2 separate regions of the Arabidopsis thaliana genome follow, and region 2 is linked to region 1. The links are chromatin contacts, called in public capture Hi-C maps. All regions are on one chromosome and are shown on one strand. Each heading gives the region's core, a stretch centred on a gene start, on an enhancer-like site or on the middle of the called end of the contact. The rest is flanking DNA. Distances are from core to core; before and after follow the strand shown. Region 1 holds the start of AT2G26920 (Ubiquitin-associated/translation elongation factor EF1B protein). Region 2 holds the start of TIL2 (DNA polymerase epsilon catalytic subunit).

What was found. Capture Hi-C pulls out chosen DNA fragments and counts their contacts.
Region 2: a capture Hi-C map of seedling shows a contact between it and region 1, with 2.1 times the contacts expected there. The contact joins the promoter of TIL2 here to the promoter of AT2G26920 in region 1. A contact is called at or near these places in 2 of 26 Hi-C or Micro-C datasets (root and vegetative nucleus) and 2 of 3 other capture datasets (root and seedling).

What each region holds. Positions count from the first base shown.
Region 1 is chr2:11,486,222-11,493,129 of TAIR10.1, reverse strand. It overlaps AT2G26920 (Ubiquitin-associated/translation elongation factor EF1B protein), which reads right to left and starts at 4,142. Exons shown (of 2, transcript NM_128249.5): 1 at 3,979-4,142; 2 at 1,379-3,490. The coding sequence starts at 3,482. The coding sequence ends at 1,542. It overlaps ABCG32 (pleiotropic drug resistance 4), which reads right to left. Exons shown (of 24, transcript NM_128248.2): 18 at 6,871-6,908; 19 at 6,708-6,791; 20 at 6,498-6,631; 21 at 6,180-6,407; 22 at 5,931-6,102; 23 at 5,594-5,848; 24 at 4,860-5,528. The coding sequence ends at 5,256. It overlaps CDPMEK (4-(cytidine 5'-phospho)-2-C-methyl-D-erithritol kinase), which reads left to right. Exons shown (of 11, transcript NM_128250.4): 6 at 1-127; 7 at 288-380; 8 at 462-561; 9 at 686-785; 10 at 1,030-1,115; 11 at 1,201-1,423. The coding sequence ends at 1,301.
Region 2 is chr2:11,578,718-11,585,625 of TAIR10.1, reverse strand. TIL2 (DNA polymerase epsilon catalytic subunit) reads right to left here and starts at 4,412. Exons shown (of 49, transcript NM_001336102.1): 1 at 4,269-4,412; 2 at 4,104-4,169; 3 at 3,970-4,029; 4 at 3,802-3,897; 5 at 3,240-3,400; 6 at 3,046-3,134; 7 at 2,750-2,967; 8 at 2,250-2,336; 9 at 2,024-2,158; 10 at 1,625-1,747; 11 at 1,445-1,528; 12 at 1,064-1,228; 13 at 809-985; 14 at 478-591; 1 more. The coding sequence starts at 4,403. FRS3 (FAR1-related sequence 3) reads left to right here and starts at 4,809. Exons shown (of 5, transcript NM_179767.2): 1 at 4,809-6,908. The coding sequence starts at 5,221.

The DNA.
Region 1 (6,908 bases), core at 2,893-5,392:
GGCGGCAAATGAGCTCAATGGAGGTCTTGTCACTGAGAACGAACTCCAGGATTGGTCAAGTGAAATTGGGTCAGATATTCCTTTCTTCTTCTCGCATGGAGCTGCCTATTGTACCGGGAGAGGTGAGGTATGTTTTGCTTAGAGTTTACGGTCTATTTTGCGGCATTCTACTAGTTAGCAAATCCTTGTTCTGATTCAGTTCTTTTACACCCATATTAATTGGGCTTTGTGGGTTGTAAACATGCTCCAGTTTATTTTGCTGAATTCTAATCTAAAGGCTAATGCAGATTGTCCAAGACCTTCCTCCACCTTTTCCTCTTGATCTTCCGATGGTGCTCATAAAGCCCCGAGAAGCATGTTCCACTGCTGAAGTTTACAAAGTAATCAACTGAAACTGATTGATGGATATTTTGATTCAAGAAGCTTTTCAGGATTTTGTGACTTACGCTTTTATTTTTTAGCGTCTTCGTTTAGATCAGACGAGCAATATTAATCCCTTGACATTACTAGAGAATGTGACCAGCAATGGTGTGTCTCAAAGCATATGCGTAAACGATTTGGGTACGATCTATATGCATATGTCGCATCTCCCTTCCTTTGCCAAGAAGATAGCCACATCTTTAAAATTCAAGATTCAGTCTGATACATGGACCATGAATTACATTTACGCTTTTGACTTTTCCAGAACCGCCAGCGTTTTCAGTTCTTCCATCTCTAAAACGCTTGAAGCAACGGATAATAGCATCTGGACGTGGGGAATACGATGCTGTGTTTATGTCTGGGAGGTATACCTTTTCTACAGTTTTTTTTGTTATTTCCACTTCATTGAGAAATTTCACAAAATACTGTGCATCACATAGGAGCTCATCTAATGGAAACAGTGTGCTACTACTGTAGTTGTCTTCCCAAATTCATCTTAACAAGCTAGTATAAGATCATATATAATGAGCTGAGTACTGTTTACTAGAATAAGAGATTATAAATGAGTTGAGTAATTGTGCTAATTTTGGTGGGATGAATGCATAACAGTGGAAGCACTATTATCGGTATTGGTTCACCAGATCCTCCTCAATTTATATATGATGATGAAGAATACAAGAACGTGTTCTTGTCTGGTATGCTCTTCGTACAAGTAGTGTGGTTTCTACTCTTCTGAATCTTGTACATGTAAGGAACTAATTCCAAGTAAAATTGTTGCAGAAGCAAACTTTATGACGCGTGAGGCTAATGAATGGTACAAAGAACCTGCTTCTGCAAATGCTACTACCTCATCCGCCGAATCTCGCATGGATTTCCAATGAGATGTTACAAACATGTAATTTTTTGAAAGGATTGATTTGAGATTCCTACTTGTGTTTCGAATAGTGAGTGGTTAACTAAAGGAGAAGATGCTTTAAATATAAATTAAAAGTTTTTTAAAAAGACATATTCACGAATGATAATCAAAGAGAGAAGCAACCACACATCAGTCATGAAACCATTTTCTGTCTTCTTTTTTTCTTGTTTTATTACTTTCATTTCCATATGAAACTCCTATGCTCTTACAGAGAAGGAGACACATATTGTCTAGACAAGCTAAAGATATCTTTTCCTTCAAATGGTGAAGTCCAATCTGGAGAGGTAGCTGCTTGTTGTGTTTCCACGATAACACCAGCACCTGAATTCTCCATAGATACACCGTTGCTGTTGTTGAGTCTACCTCCCATGGAACCATTTAGACTGTACCGGTTCATGTTCTCATCATATATTTGGCTGCTGCTCTTTAACCCGGACCAGTTTCCATTGACTCTACTATTTTGTGATAAACTTTGATCTAGACTCCAGTCTATGTTTGTGTAGTCCACTGAACCGCCAGAGATCCAATCTATAGGTGAAGATGCACCCGATGTTCCAGCTGAACCAACCGCAGAGAATAATCCCAGCGAAGACGCAGCAGATATGGGTGGAGATGATGCTGTATTTCTAGTCCATTGCCCGCCATTCCCTCTGGCCATACTACCATGTGGATCCACTTGGTTGTTGTTAGTGAATCGCTTCTGGTTTTGATACTGAAGTTGCTGGTAGACCTGATTTGGATTCAGATGGTTTGGACTTGGGCTTCGCGCACTAGGGATATTATGTGTTTGCATGAACCCATTTGACTTCATTATCTCTATGCTCGCTGCAGGATGCCAACTGGTAGGGGGTGCACTCATGCTTGAGGTTGGAACGGGATTTGTGATTACAACCTGTGGCCGCTGCCTCATCACCATGACTGATTCTCTATTTGCAGGCTGCTGCTGCTGCTGCTGGAAGTTCTTAAATTCATTTCCACTAGCTAAATAGCGAGCTTCGACCCTCACAGCAGGCTGAGGTGACGGTGATGGCGATGATGGCAAAGAGTAAGAAGCCGAAGGAACCTGTCCTGTGGTTGGTGGCCACCTTTTATCAGCCAAAGCAGCAGATTGCTGAGGTTTTGGCCAATCTAACTTCAGTTCGGGTCGTTTCATAGGCTGAGCCAACATTTTGTTCACGGATTCAGTTGTGGAGGGTGATTTTGTATAGTTAAAGTTCTTGTCATCTCTTGTTGGATGTAAGCCAGGTGACGGAATTTCTGACCTTTCTACATCCGAATTCTGATAACCTATTCCTACTATAAGTTTTCCATTACTGGGTGTAAGAGGATCACCACATTCCTCTTGTTTCACTGGCACAGAAAACTCTTCATACTTTGTGCCTTTCAAGACTTCTTCTGCTCTGTCCAAATCACCCTCTGCTTGAACAACCGCACGCTCTATTTCCTGCCTTGTACACTTAAGTTGCAACTCCATTTTTGTAATCCTAGCTAGCTCTTCTGTTATGTCTATTTTCAAATTCCCAGGACTCTGAATGCTTTGCTTCTCTATTTCTTCCTCAAGCCTATCAAACAACCAATGAACAGATTCCTCTACTTTACCATCATTCATCATTAATGCCGTTGTCGCATGCTCTTGAGATATTCCCATTGCCACAATTTGCTGTGTACGGGCTTCAAGCTTTCTGGAAATAAGATATGTGCTACACTTCTCATTCAACTCCTGAGCCCTCCTCTCCTTCTGGCGTTGATGTTTTCTCTCATTCTTTTGACGAACTTTTTCTCGCTTGTCATTATCTGCACCTGGTATCACCTCCTGCTTAAGGGGCAGATTAGTTGTTTTCTCCTTGTGATCTTCTGACTCACCAGAACAGCTACCATTATTCGAAACTGAATCAGACTCAATCCCATTTACATCTGCCTCATCTATACTCCGGAAACGACTATACTGTAATGGTGAGATAGAAGCTATCGACACTGAATCAAGAGCTTGAAATGTTCCTAAAAGAGGATTATAACCACTAGCTGCCAAGCTGCTATTCCCATTAACCGAAAGTGAAGGCTTTGGTGATGCCTTTTGAGCTTCTTTACCAGTTTTTTTATCCTTAGACTTTGACTTTGTTGCTGGAGACATCTCTGCAAAGAACATCAATACACCTAAAAAATACCAAGAAACGAGCAAATAGTTAATTTGATACTCCAAAAGCTAACATGAGACTTCTTTAGAACCTTTAAAACTACAACACAACACATATCTTAGCTACCAAAACTATGAATTAGGTAAATAAAATGGTGAATTGATACTTTTTTCCAGAAAAATAAGCAAATTCAGTCTTCTATAGAGACTCAGCTTTTTTGCTAAGCCAATTCCAGTGACTAACAAAACGATGAAACATTCGAAAGGTTCCAATTCGTAAAACGATGAAAGTGAATTATGAAGAAAAATTGGGAACAGATTCTTAAATTGACCGACATAGACCAAAGCTTCTGATTCTTCTACAGATGGAAGCAAATTGAAGAAATATCGGAGAAGATTCCAGAATTCGGCGAAATTTCACGAAATCACGAGGACGATTTAAACGAATACAAATCACGAATTGAGAGAGAGACGAAAGCGTAGGGAAATCGAAGAGAAGAAGCTGGACCTGTAGTTAGGAAGAAGATGATGATTGGAGATCGATAGAGAAGATATGTGATTTTGTTGTCGTCGTCGTCGATGGCGAGAAACTGAATCTGCAGAGAGAGATGATCTTTTAGGGTTTTTGTTGGGAGAGGAAAAAGGTAAAATGGAAGGAGTTTTTTTTTTTTTGTCTGTGTGAATATGTAAGCCAATGGAGATGTAACGAATGTCACTGACTTCTTTCGTTTTTTTTTTTTTTTTTCAACTCTTCTTTTATTAATAACTATGAAATTTGTATTAGTACAGAATAATCATCACTATCCTAGGAAGTTGTCCGTACTAATCACATTTATTATAAGATTTTAATTGATTTTCTATGCTATTTTACGAAAGATCGACTAGATTATGTCGTATTTACTAGATTTTCTGTTGTATTTTACTAGATTAACTCTTTTTTTGTGGCTCTATTTCTCTCTACTTTTGGTGGAAGTAGTAAGACTAATGTGTTTGTTTTGGTGCTATACTATGTACAAGCCGATGTTGGAAATGATCTTGGTAGAGTGAGTTGCGTCGTTGCTTCCATTGGTTTGTTGTTGCTTGGAATGGTGGTTCAAGAAGCGTAAGTAATCCTTCTATAGAGGGTTGGAGATCTCTAGGAAGCGAAGGTGGTCAAGTGGACTAGACTCCAACCGGAGGCAGGATTGGAGTTTCATCGAAATGTTTATGGGAGTACCTCAAACCAGAATGAACCTTTGATGGTTACGCCTATCTCGACCCGAAAAACATAAAAAATGAAGGTTAATCGGAATGCGCAAAGATCTAATATTCAAGCTTGGACAAATTGACTTCATAAGAAACTAAACCTACTTACTAAGTTTGTCACTAACTTTAGTGATTGGAAGGAGACGACATATAGCTCTTGAAACTCTATTTACATGAAAAATTACCATAAGTTACACATGGGGAAATCTTTCTAGTGAGTGAATAAGCGTATATGCACTTGGCCAAATATATACTAGCAAAGATGTGTACAACCAGTAAACTAGAGATATATCTCTATTACAGTACTGGTTCATGATCAGTGATTGTTATAGATGACCAATACACATTTCTCAGAAAAAATGACAAGGAACATAAAACACAACACAAGCTTTTATTGATCCCATACATGTAATGACAGAGGAAGAATAGGCAGTCCCCTGCCTTCTTGGGTATAAAAGCCCCAATATACAAATAAACAATAGATGATTGTTGTATACGTGTATATATGAATATGAGAGTTGGTAAGTGGTAATCAATCCATCATCTTCTCTGGAAATTGAAAGCTTTAATGGCGAATGCAAACACAAGGGAGAAGAAGACGCAAAAGGCGACAACCATAATAGCTGAGACACCTAAGAAGTCATGTTTATATCCCATCACATCCTCAAGCAGTTGTTTCACCATCACCTGATGGATACCGTCCGATAGCTTCACCGATCTTTCATCATCACCGTACTGAGACACCAATAGACCGTACAGTGTCCAAGCCACCGGGTTTGCCCAGTAGTACCATCTCCACCACAGAGGAATCCTCTGTAGTCAAATCATTCAAAACATTAGTATTTCTAAAGAAATAAAAGATAAGCTTAGTAATGTACCTTGTATGGGATCATGAAGCCACTGAAAAGATTCCAGAGCATGTAGAAAGGTGCTGCTATAATCGAGGCGACATTGTGGTTTGGGGTGATTGCTGTCGTCATCATCCCGTAGAAGGTGAAGTACATTATCGAAAAGTACATGAAGAATAAGTACCACAAGAACTTCACCGCGGACCATTCGAACGCGGCCATTGCATAGAATATGGTGCTGTATATTGTGGATTGTGCTAACACGTATGGAAATTCTATAAACACCTGCAAACTCATACAATTTTTAGGTTTTTAAACTCAAAAGCGGGGATGAGAAAGATAGAAAGATAATAAACATATCTGTGACCTGTGCAAATGCAAAGGGAAGTGCCGAGTACATTCCCGCTGCTCTCTCGCGGTATGAAACAAATCTTTCTATGGAAACAACGGGCTGTGCAGCGGTTGCATTGGTGATTCCAATGAAGAGAACCGCAGCGTACATCGATCCCATTGCATTAAATAACTGTTGTTGAGTGTCCCTATATATGAAGAAATGTATCATTGGTTAAAGGAATCATCACTCTTTGGTGATAGCAATGTGCCACTTTACTCATACCTTTTGGAGCCAAATTTCCAACATATTGTTCCAAGCATCAGCGAGATAACCACGGTGTAGAAGAATCGAACTGCAGTGTATTGTGGGTTTCGCCAATATGATAGGTTTTGTTTCCACAGGCAAGCAACAAACTGACTATACAGTGACTGAGAGTATCTGGTTGGAAACTCGATTTCTTTTGCAATGTTACTTGGCTTGCTGAGTACTTCGATCAGCTCCTTGTTGCGTCTGCAGTAGAACGGAGACATAAACTAAGGTAAACCGAACTTATGGAAAGCTAACATGCATAGTTTTGACTAAATGAGGAAAGGCACATACTGACAAAGATTTGAGTTCCTGTAAATTTCAGCAAAATCAACTCCAAGCCGGTGTTCCTCGGTAGAAGCAGTGACATCAAGCATCCATGCTGCCGGATTATGGCCAGGTTTGATCTTTTGCACCCCTTCAATTGACTAAAGAAGAAAACAGTAGCAGTCAAGAGACTTTATTTTACATGTTAAAAATTAATTGATCAAGAACACAACCTACCTCGAAATACTTGATAAGCTCACAAGACTTCTGGCCAAGTGGACCGGCATATATGAGTTCTCCACCACGTTTCATGAACAAAAGCTGCATTAACAATGAAGTTTAGAGATAGAGACTAAACAATCCTGCAGAGTCTTTGATTCATCTGTTTGAAGAAACCAACCTCGTCAAATGACTCAAAAATATCAATGCTAGGCTGAT
Region 2 (6,908 bases), core at 3,163-5,662, 92 kb before region 1:
ATCTGCGGGCTTTGTAATCTTAAAAGTAATGATTGTGATTCTTTTGTACATGGAACACAATCATTTAAGTGATATTTGATGTACCTGAAGCCTGTTTGTTAAGATAATATTTGGATACATCGCCGCGACATCAAGGTGATAAATAAGAGGCCCCTCTTCACGTATAGGATCATCCCGTAACTTCTCGAGCTGCAGAGATCAATAATGAAACCTAGAAGGTTCTATGGTCTGCTTTACAATATCAAAGCATGCAGATGTCTAGTTCGTGACAACTACTGTAGGTGAAGGACACTTGATAAACACATTTCTTCTGGAGGCCCAAACAATAGTAGTCTAAGGACTTACTAGGTTCTTAGAGTGTATAGGCAAACTCTCCCAGATTGAAATGCGCATGCATTGTCACCCATTCAAAGAGACAAGAGAAACAAGGGAACGAGCATTAAATCTCTATCCTAATTCAGAAGAGGAATTCATTACCTTTTCCCTGATTACTTCCTTTACTTCATCAAAATTGGAAACTGAATCCATTCTCATTTTTCCTTCAACAGTGATAGCATATTCCAGATCCCGACCAAGGTTATCGATCAGTTGCTGGCAATCAAAGTGTCCAATATCAGATAGGTGCGTATATTAGCAATCGTGCGCAAAAGAAAATGGAGCATTTTTGCCTCAGGCATCCATTACAGACTAGAAACGTTTTACTATAAACTGCACCACCTTATATGAGATTACTTTAAACTCACCTGAAACAAAAAAGTGGTGTTCAGCAACCAGCATTATTAAGTAAATTATAAAGAAGATAACTTGCCTGGTATGCGGATGCGTCGAGCTTAAAACTGGTTGGAATGTCAGATCTGAAAACACCACTTTGGAGGCACTCTACATGGCCACCAATATATGTCTCACTTTCAAGAAGTTTACCTTGGTAGAACTTCTCAGGGTCAGCTTGATTTTTGTTGGGACATACAACATTTGCCTTGTAAGCCTGTGCTGGGAATGAAATATTTCCAATTAATAGAATGAGCCACACAGCAGAACATCTTTGTAGTAGATAGGAAGTCACCTCAACCATCAAAAGCATTTCACAAAGGGTGCCACTCCCTTTGCGTAAAACCTCATCAGGGACCATTGGAATGATAGTTGCGAGAGAAAAAACGAACGGATGGACATATGTCATGTATAGGTAGTAAGTTGCAACAGCATCAGAGACAGAGTAGGAGGCCATTGTCTGCAACAAGATTCCCAACATGAAACAGAAATAACATATAAGCTCCAAATTCCATGCAGCATCTTGCACAACTACAGCATCCGTTGTTAAATGTTTTGTTAAATTACTTGATAAAATATGTTACTCTAGCCCATTCCAGCGCCATCAAACAACTAGCTCTGATTCTAAAAAACTTTGTCACACAGAAATAGCATTTTATTAATTAATCAGCAATACCTGTGGCTTTTCCATTGCAAACCGAACCATGTCCTCAGGATTCACTTCCAGTGGATCGTAACCCAGTTTTACCTTTGTAACAGCCTGGCATTTAGTTAAGAGGCAAGCACCACTCAGAATCATAATATGAATTCCTCCACAAAAGAAAAATAATGGCGAAAAGAAAGAAACAGAATGAACCTTCAGACCCTGGCTTCCCTGAGGAAGATAGCTATCACGTTTCACCCAAGAAAAACAATCCAAATGGCACACAAACTTAGCTCGACATTCACCTTGATTTTGATCACAACGGAATCCCAACTCCTGCAACCACGATGGAAGGAAAAAAAAAAACATTATGCCCTGGGGATGGGAAATAGAACCGAGGTCTGGTAGATGAGTGCCACCTTGCCAATTCTAAGAAAACTTCAGAATTCAAACGCAAAACACATTACTAATCTAGTTTTAAGCAGAGGCACATTCACAAGGTGACAACAAAATATCAGTGAATAATGTCACAAAGAATTTCTCAAGTAGATCATATATTTGATGCAGACAGAATATTTTGTTAGCAATACCACAGTGAAGGAAACGTGATACCTCGTTCATTTTGATCCCATGATGAGATGCTCTCCGTTCTATAAATGGCCAGTCAAAAAAGTCACCGTTGTATGTAACATAAATACCAGGTTTCAACTCTTGCATATGAGAAAACCATTTTCGGAGGAGTTCAACCTATACAAATCAAAACCAAGAAAGTAACTTAATTCTAAGCACCTCAATCTTTCTGATACAAATATTCAAATCAAGAGCTAATTTACTTTACCTCGTTGGTAACATTCGTGACTTTGAAATACCCTTCAAACTCTGGTTTGGGTGTATATTCCAGATCTTCTATGTCTTTGCCAACACACTGAATTAAGAAGTGCAAAGTTAATACTACAAATTTTATCAAACAAGATTGAAGTGGCCCAAATATTTAAAAGAAATAATAGAGCTGAGATATCAACCAGAGATGATATATCCAATGGAAAATTGTTAAGAAAAAAAATTCATGTTTTAAATTACATAGCAAAACGTTATGTTAGTCCACAACAATAAGTCTTACAGTCACACATCAATCAATCAAACAAGCGGGATAATTTCGTATGGATCATATCTGATTTATCTTGGATTAAGAATGCAATCAAAATAATCCAAATTCACATAAGGGCTATATAGCAGCTTATCTACGTTTATGATTTGGAAACGGTCATCATCCATCATGTAATATATCATCATTGATTAGATCAAATCCAATGCAATACAAATGTATGCAGCAGTTACCTCTCTGTTAGTAATTAGAAAACCTTGCCCATCAACCATGTAGGATATCATCATAATTTGATCATATTCAGCATCCGGGAACTTCAATGGAAGCTTTACTGTCTCTATATCGAATGCACAAACGCGAACTTCTGCGCGTTGGAGAAGATCCGTCCTCTTCTCTAGTATGACATCAGTGCTGGAAATACTGACATTGTACCATTGCCCACTACGCACATCTGGACAGCGAGAACACATCATGATTTTGACAACCTTGAGGGCTAAACTAGGATTAAAAGTTTGACTAAATAGGTTACCATTATCAATTGCAAATCGGACATGATAAGGAACATCGTACTCGCGGAGGTCCACCACAGAGTCTAAGCAGTCTTGAGGACGTTGTTCTCTACATTCCAAGACTTGGAAATTATAACTAAGGAACAACATAGTTTTAAGGGATAAATTTGTAAGAACTCTGGAAATTTATAAGAACAAAAATACATTGCCTTACCGTTTTCCAGACAAGATGGATTCGTAAGCTTCAAGTGCATTAAATTTTGCGAGGTTTCGTTCGACAATATGCAACAGATCCCTCTTTACTTCCACCAATTGTTGCACAGTGTCAAATGATACTTTGAGATATTTTTTTTGCAGGCCAGATAGATGATTTTTCTGCTCATGAACATAAGAAATCAAGAAACTCAAATTGGTATGGTAGGTCAAAGAAAAGGTCAGCAAAAGTGACAACCAAACAAGAGGTACTGAAAACGTTCATATCTTGCATAATGTTGCCACTAAAGAAGAAGCATTAAACACTTAAACATTTACTAGCAAACGTTTTTTGAGTTACAAGAACGTTTTTGGCAGGCTAGATAGATGATTTGAGCACATGGAAGCAAGATCAGTTTTGGACTTATTACTAGAGCTGCTCAATTTGAAGTTGCAAGAAGAGGAAAATAACTAAAAGTTGTAGCAAATGTAATTGACATGAGTCCTCTATATAGAGAGAAAGAAACGAGTAATCAACAGGTAGTTGCAAACTGCGTAAAAGGAGTTATGCTTTAGTGACTTACAAGATAAAGATCTTCTTTGTGAACAATCTGAATATCAGCAACTTGTCTTTCATATCGGCGTCTCAAGTAGGCTTCAACTTCCAGTTCCATATTGTCCTGTAAAAAGGGCATTGCAGTTTAGTTGACATATAGGAAGAAAACACTCGAGTACAGAGAGAACATATATACTTTGGTGGCGGCATACAAGTAAGGGCGGAACTTGTACTTAGTCTTAAAAGAAGAGCCGTCCTGAAAGAAACAAAAAGGGTTGAGCAACTGATACGAAGAAAGAAGCTAATATAGTAGCAATGACCACAGCTGACCTGAGTGACAAAGAAAAGGTCCACACAACTAAAGGTTTTCCCAGTATCGGCATCTTCCCAAGATGACTGCCAACAACGTAGTATAATAACCAATCAGTGAGTGTACTTAGAAGTTTTCAGTATTCAGAGAACTAACTACTAGGGAAGTCACAAAACGTGACTTACTGATGCAAACGTGAGTAGCCACCCGAGCCGCGTTTCCCCTTGGGAGAAAAGCCCAAATCCAAGTTTAGTTTCGAGTTCATCTGCCGCTGAAACTTTCTGCACATTCAACCTCCGATCACATCTCCTTCCGCTCATATTTGGCCCACGCCGATGATGCTAAGAGACTCTTGTATTGATTGCTTGTGTTGCGTATTAAATAAATTAGGGTTCAAAACAAAGGGATTCGTGATTGACACTGGTACGGTGAAGAGATGGAACCAGATCAAATAAGAGAAGAGAGAATCATCTAGAACCTGAGATTCTTATGACGACAATACAAGGAAATGAAGTTGTCATCCGAAAATGAATTAGGGCTCAACTAAAAAAGACAGATGAAGAAGATGAAATGCTTTCGCGCGCGTTGTCTCTTGTATCAAGGGCTTTCCTGGTTGTTGGGTTCGGTTCAAATGAGGCCTCACTTTTTATGAGGGCTTTCTGTTGTTGGGTTTAGATTAAAACGAGGTCTCGCTATTTAAATTGAAAAAAAAAAACCAACAAAAGCACGAAACGACGTCGGTTTCGTGCTTGAATCTCTTCTTCCTCGCGAACGACTGAGAAGAAGCAGGAGTTTAATTTCCTCCGGTCGAATCTGAAAACGAAATAGCTGCCATAGCTTCTTCTCAATTTTCCCCAATTGTTGTTGCCCTTCTCCCTAATTTCACGACTTTCGATTCTTCTGAGTTCTGAGTTCTTCGCATCACTGACTGACGTAAGCTCCTCTTTCTCTCTTTTGCTTTCTCCTCTTTCTGGGTTTCTCTCTCTCTCAACAAACAATCGGAGAGTGAGAGATGCAAAAAGTCCTCATATTTATATGTTCGGAAGAAGATCTCCAAACACTAATAGTACTTTTTTGTAGACTATGAAGATGAGAAACATTTGTGTGAAATTAGAACTTCTCTACTAAGTGAAGGTTATGGATGTTCATTTGGTGGAAGAGAATGTGTCAATGGGGAATCATGAGATAGGAGATGAAGGAGATGTTGAACCTAGTGATTGCAGTGGACAGAACAACATGGATAACTCGTTAGGGGTGCAAGATGAGATTGGAATTGCAGAGCCATGTGTTGGTATGGAGTTTAATTCAGAAAAAGAAGCTAAATCTTTCTATGATGAGTACTCGAGGCAGCTTGGTTTTACTTCTAAGCTTCTTCCTAGAACTGATGGGTCTGTTAGTGTTCGAGAATTTGTGTGTAGTAGTAGTAGTAAAAGGTCAAAGAGAAGGCTTTCTGAGAGTTGTGATGCAATGGTTAGGATAGAGTTGCAAGGTCATGAGAAATGGGTTGTTACAAAGTTTGTTAAAGAGCATACTCATGGATTAGCAAGTTCTAATATGCTTCATTGTCTTCGTCCTCGTAGGCATTTTGCTAACTCGGAGAAATCTAGTTATCAAGAAGGGGTTAATGTGCCTAGTGGTATGATGTATGTTTCTATGGATGCTAATAGCAGAGGAGCTAGAAATGCGTCTATGGCTACAAACACGAAGAGAACGATTGGACGGGATGCACATAATCTGTTGGAGTATTTTAAGAGGATGCAGGCAGAGAATCCTGGCTTTTTCTATGCGGTTCAGCTTGATGAAGATAATCAGATGTCAAATGTGTTTTGGGCTGATTCGAGATCTAGGGTTGCTTATACTCATTTTGGTGACACGGTTACCTTAGATACGAGGTACAGGTGCAATCAGTTTCGTGTTCCTTTTGCGCCATTTACTGGTGTGAATCATCATGGTCAGGCTATCTTATTTGGCTGTGCACTTATTTTGGACGAGTCAGACACTTCATTTATCTGGCTGTTCAAGACTTTTCTAACAGCAATGAGAGATCAACCGCCGGTTTCTTTGGTGACTGATCAAGATAGAGCCATACAGATTGCTGCTGGTCAGGTATTTCCAGGTGCTCGTCACTGTATTAATAAGTGGGATGTGCTAAGAGAAGGTCAGGAAAAGCTGGCTCATGTGTGTCTTGCGTATCCTAGTTTTCAGGTGGAGCTATATAATTGTATCAACTTTACTGAAACGATTGAGGAGTTTGAATCGTCCTGGAGTTCTGTCATTGACAAATATGACTTAGGAAGACATGAATGGCTTAATTCTTTATATAATGCTCGAGCTCAGTGGGTACCTGTTTATTTCCGGGATTCGTTTTTTGCTGCAGTGTTTCCTAGCCAAGGTTATTCGGGTTCCTTTTTCGATGGATATGTGAATCAGCAGACAACCCTTCCGATGTTCTTTAGGCTGTACGAAAGGGCTATGGAGAGCTGGTTCGAGATGGAGATTGAAGCAGATCTTGACACTGTCAACACACCTCCAGTCTTGAAGACGCCATCACCCATGGAGAATCAGGCTGCAAATCTCTTTACAAGGAAAATATTTGGAAAGTTCCAGGAAGAGTTGGTAGAGACATTCGCTCACACGGCAAACAGAATTGAAGATGATGGTACTACCAGCACATTTAGGGTTGCAAATTTTGAAAATGACAACAAAGCTTATATAGTAACGTTTTGCTACCCTGAAATGAGAGCAAACTGCAGCTGTCAAATGTTTGAGCACTCCGGCATACTCTGCCGACATGTTTTGACGGTGTTTACTGTCACTAATATACT